Linked DNA regions of Triticum aestivum: region 1 is linked to region 2. A link is a contact called in public Hi-C data. All regions are on one chromosome and are shown on one strand. Each heading gives the region's core, a stretch centred on a gene start, on an enhancer-like site or on the middle of the called end of the contact. The rest is flanking DNA. Distances are from core to core; before and after follow the strand shown.

Region 1 (2,772 bases), core at 41-2,540, 270 kb before region 2:
CGGTCGGCTCATACACAACGTGTCCGGCTCGGTGACTAACTACAATTGCCTTACAATACAAGTCATACATACATGGCGGTTCATCCTCCTGGGCCTTAAGTCACCTCTGGGTCTTGGGCCATCAACAGGCTCATATGATCCACCATCTTCATTGGTAAGCTGCCAGTGGTATGACCCGGCCCCTCCTGGGCGGTTCATACCCAGTAGTTATATCCCCAATAGTGATCCAATGTTGTTTGGAGTCCCGGATGAGATCACGGACATGATGAGGAGTATTGAAATGGTCGAGAGGTAAAGATTGATATATAGGATGATGGTATTCGAACACTAGAAGTGTACCGGAGGGGTACCGGGTATTTATCGGGTCATCGGAAAGGAGTTTCGGTCACCCCCAGCAAAGATATGGGCTAAGAGAGGGAACACACCAGCCCACTAGGGGCTGGTGCGCCCCCATATCAGGCCGACCTATGAGGAGGAGAAAGAAAGAGGGGAGGGAAAGGAAAGTGTGGAGTAAGACTTCCCCTTCCTTCCCTCCCCCCTCTTTCTTTCCACCTTGTTTATACAAGGAAGGGGTGGGGCGCAGGGCAAGGCAGGGGCTCTAGGGGCCGGCGGCCAGCCCTAGGGCGCGCCCTGGCTGCCTCCCCTCCCCCTCCCACCTATATATATGTGGGAAGGGGCGCCACACAAGGACACAACATTGTCCTAGCCGTGTGCGGCGCCCCCGTCCACTGTTTACTCCCTCGGTCATATTTTCGTAGTGCTTAGGCGAAGCCCTGCGAGGATCACTTCACCGTCACCGTCACCACGCCATCTTGCTGACGGAACTCATCTACTAGCTCGACGTCTTGCTGGATCAAGAAGGCGAGGGACGTCACCGAGCTGAACGTGTGCAGAACGCGGAGGTGTCGTGCGTTCGGTACTTGGTCGGTTGAAGCGTGAAGAAGTTTGACTACATCAACTGCGTTGAGAAACGCTTCCGCTTACGGTCTACGAGGGTACGTAGACACACTCCCCCCTCGTTGTTATGCATCTCCATGGATAGATCATTCTGTGTGCGTAGAAATTTTTTGCTTTCCATGCAACGATTCCCAACACGTGAGGTGCGGCGTTCAAATCCCATGTGCGCACGTTTTCTACCATTTGAATAACGTAAAAAAATGGGCCAAGCCCAGACGGAGCAGGTGTGCGCCAGTCCGCCGGTTTCGAAGAAACGGACGCTTAAGGCGCCCGATAGGAAATGCTGTTCCATCCTGCGGTAAGCGAGATACCATGGTACGGGCTTTCTTCGCTCGCACGCATTTTAGGGCCTACCAGGTTGGGTGGTCCTGGATAAGGAGGGACTGCTTTGGCCCAGAAACTCAGATTGCACGTGATTGCTTTGCACTACATTTTTGTATCCCCTCAGTTGTGTTTGCTCATTTTGCCTCAAAAGAAAAGTTGTTTTTGCTCACATCTAAAATTTTCCTATAATTACATCCTTGAAACAAACTGGTTTCTTTCAAGATTTATGTATCTTATTTTGCAGGGAAGAATTATGTATCTTGTCCCAAGGAGAACAAAATTTGTTGGCTTAGTTCGACATGGCTAATGAAGGTATTTAGTAACTAATTATGCATATGAACCTTACATCATCCGTCGTAAAAAAAGAATGAGCATTCGCCAGCAAATATCCTTAGACCATCAGTAAGAGCAATACCAGCTCATCGATAACATAATATCAGGACATAAAATTCAAGATGCCACATGCTGTACCAACCAAAGTCAAAACACAAAAACGATGGCAAAAATGCTCACCACATCTTCAGAGCACAGTGCTTGTCTGATTTGTCCAGGTGGCTACCAAATTATTGCACCCTGTCCACCTCAGATGTTCCAAACACAACTTTTTGCCTCAAGGAACACATGCAGTCAACCAATCCAGAGTCCAGACCGTGCGTCCTGCCAAAAGATCATAGCCAGCTAGATGCAGGAAAATCATTTCTCATTGTCTGGTCGATAGATTGCTGATGGTGATGCCGAGGGTGAGGTGGTTGGCGAAAACTAGACAGAAAATATCCAGATATTTCCAAGGGAGAGGTGGAAAATGAAAAGATACCATCTGGCCACCATTCACCAGTCCACTGGGCCGTAAGAAGGGACCGTGAGCATGTGATAGCAGATGAAGTGTAAACATCAAATCCTTATCGCTTTTGCAATCCGCGAGAGCCTAATAACATCAAGTTCCTTGCCACTTCCCCTGGGATTCACCGGATGATTCTTACTCTCTTTGTCTTCTCATGTTCAAGTTTTAGTGTTTTGAGGGATATTCTCCACTCTGTCCAATCCACGTCTTTGACCCCCCTCCCATTCCACAACAGTCTATCTTCAGAAAAGAAAAAGGTGAGATTCGTAGCTGAAAATTGCTACAGTGCTACGAGTACTTTAGTTCACAGGTAAACTATCCGTCCTGCAAGATCTCCCTGCCTAACATGTCTACATGCCTATTTTTCTTAGACAATACAAGTCCATTATATATGTGGTGACAATGCACAATGTGCCTGCAGAATATCCGCATCCTTAGATACAGTGTCCAACATGCATAGCATAGTTGCTGGTGTGATGCAACAAGGATAAACCCAGAACATGGAAGTATACCTCCCACTCTGATTGTGGAGCTGTGTGCATTGAACTGCCAACCAATTGCGAGACGGGATGATCCTATCAAAAAATAAAATAAAATTGCGAGACGGGATGGAGAAAGATCTCACATGGCGTCTGACGCAGCAAGTGGCG
Region 2 (2,700 bases), core at 168-2,667:
AGTCTAATCATCCCCCTCTAAATATGCTTTCGATCCTACACCGGAAGCCGCAACCGCGTCATGGTGGACGTCATCGGCTCCTCCTACGACGAATCAATCATCGATCTCACATCCTCCGACATCATGAAGGCTCCGGACTCTGACGAGAAAGAATAGAGCATGAGAGATGGCGGTGCTTGAGTCCCGTGATCTGGTGCGTGTCCCAAGTCCTACTATATCTTGTCGGCGACCAGGGCAACACTTTGAGGGACGAAGCCGGCGCTGGACATGGCCACGACGGAGGCAGACGAATTCCGTTTAGATTAAGTTTCACATTACAAGCAGTAGTATGGATTTGAGATTTCTTAATTGAGATATCTAGATGTAGAAGAGATTACTTGAGACGTGATCGATCATTGTTGACGGACGTGCTCGCCTGCTTGAGGGGTGGGATTTGCTTTATCGGAGCAACAAAACGGGCGCCTTTTGGCAGATTTGACAACAAACGGGCACCACTGAACATGCAAGCACCGCTTATTGCCAGGGCGAAGAAAACAAATGACAAGGCCAAACGCATGGGGTCAAGATAAGGTATACATCGGACGCTGTGCGTGCATGCAGGAGCATCAAGTGGCGCCTGGTCATTATGTTTATCCAGGCCATCCCCATCAGTGACCATGCATGCAGGATTACTTCTCTGGTCAAGGTAATTAACCAAATGACCTGGAGAGCAGCATGCACAGCTCACACAGTGCAAGGTCAGCTCAGTAACAGTTCACCTTGAGCCAAAATGCTGTCGAACGACAGCCACGATTACCCTTTTGCGGTTTTGACTACTCCAAGTGGAGCACGTTGTGGATTGTGGTCGTGGTTGGAGCATCAAGTATGGCATCAAACCGGACACTTGTGCTTGATTGTGAATCGGACCACTTCTTGGATCGATGCCGGGGCAGCATCGCCGATCGGCAACCAAAAATTGTCGGGCCATCCAGAGACCCTGCAGCCAGCTGAACCTGGGTTTGGGTGGACAGAGGAGTCATGACTCATGACAGCAGAAAGCGATCCGTCCATCCATCATCCATCCAACGCGTGTACGCGCACTACGCCCCACCTGTCACCCCGCACCGCGGCACACGCTTCCCGGCCGCGGCACACACGTGCGACCGGCCCAGGAGACCAAGCCGGATCGCACACGTACGCCCACCGTATACTTACCCCGTATACCATACGCTCGACCGTATCACGCACAGCGATACCGGTATGTCTTCAGGTCAGCCCGCCATAATGTACACCGAGTCCATGGAGAGCGGTGCCACCACGGGTGGCCCGCGCGCCAGGCGGACAGAGACCGGCCACCTCCTGCGCCAGGCTCGCACGCCTGGACAAGGCGCATGGACCGCTCCGGCGTCGTCCTGTAACTATAGAAAACGCCCCCCTGTTTTTCCTTTCCTAGTCCTCCTGGCCTAGCTCAGCATCTCTATCCAATCCTTCCTTCCCCTTCTCTCTCCACCTCTCTCTTTCCTTCTCTCTCTCTCTCTCTCTCGAAGATTTCTTGTCCTCGTCTGTGTGCTCCGGCTCGGCGTGGTCAATCTCTCGGCGGACGCACCCACCCACCCGCCGATCCGCGCGTGATCTTCCGTGATTTTCGCTGGATCTTGCTTAGCCAGCCGCGGGCGTGCGCATGTCGACGGCGCTGGCGCCGGGGATGGCGCGCGGGCACGGGTTCCGCGGCGCGGGGAAGGGGAAGCAGCGGCCGGATTCGGAGGAGCCGGAGACGAATCGGGGCGGCGGACCCAACGGGTTCTACGTTGAGGAGGAGGAGGGGGAGGAGGTTGGGACGGAGGAGCTGCGAGAGCTGGAGGAGGCGCTATCGGATGCCTCCTCGATCGGGGCGGCCTCCTCGGACAGCTCCTCGATCGGGGAAGACTCCACGTCGGAGAAGGAGGAGGGAGAGGAGGAGGAGGTGGAGAGCGAGGCCAAGGCGCCCGTGGATGAAGTGCTCGCTATGGGGCTCGGGACCCTCGAGTCCCTCGAGGACGCGCTGCCCAGCAAGTAAGCTTTCTTCTTCCCCATCCTCTTGCTCCTTGCTTTATTATTAATTAATTACCGGAGGTTTTTGCTAAATTTGTATGATCTTGTTGTGATCTCTTCAAGTTTTTCTTGGTCAAATAGGATATTTCTTAGTCCAACAGTCTTAGAGAAAAAGATGGATTTTTTTCCTCCTTGATGAAAAAATCTGTTTTGATTCCTCGGCCAGTTGTGTTCTTCTGGTGTAATCATTGGGCTCTAGTAGATCACAAAACTGGAGCTAGAAAACCAGTATGCCCGTTCTGTTGAACTTTGCATTAGTTAGGACAGACTACGGAGAAAGTTCGCATCTTTCTGCTAGTCAAACTGATAAAGATCATGGATGGATTTAATTTGCTGTGTGTAATTAGCTGAAATCCCGGGCATGTGAATAGCCTAGCTGTGCATCAACAACAGGCCAAATACTGCTCTGCAAATATGCAACTACAGTAGTACCCATGGAGTGTTTGCCCTGGAACATTAACTGACCAAGATGAATGAAATTAATCGCAGGAGGGGCCTCTCGAACTTCTACGCCGGCAAGTCCAAATCCTTCACGAGCCTGGCCGAGGCTGCAGCCAAGGCGGCGGCCAAGGAGATCGCCAAGCCGGAGAACCCCTTCAACAAGCGCCGCCGCGTGCTGGCGGCATGGTC

The links. A called contact is a pair of places that touch in the nucleus more often than the background predicts.
Region 1: a Hi-C map of leaf shows a contact between it and region 2, with 8 times the contacts expected there. The contact joins the enhancer-like site here to the promoter of LOC123165850 in region 2. A contact is called at or near these places in 3 of 5 Hi-C or Micro-C datasets (all in leaf) and 1 of 1 datasets of contacts at active chromatin or transcription factors (leaf).

Annotation. Positions count from the first base shown.
Region 1 is chr7D:231,210,544-231,213,315 of IWGSC CS RefSeq v2.1, reverse strand. No RefSeq gene overlaps it. Among protein-coding and RNA genes, the nearest start is that of LOC123165850, 270 kb to the right of the region's middle. Within about 2 kb of position 1,290, at least 1 of the 8 cell types and tissues checked has an H3K27ac peak or open chromatin away from gene starts, as enhancers often do. A contact at or near this core is called in leaf, where this site is marked.
Region 2 is chr7D:230,942,519-230,945,218 of IWGSC CS RefSeq v2.1, reverse strand. It overlaps LOC123165850, which reads left to right and starts at 1,417. Exons shown (of 2, transcript XM_044583591.1): 1 at 1,417-2,031; 2 at 2,560-2,700. The coding sequence starts at 1,661.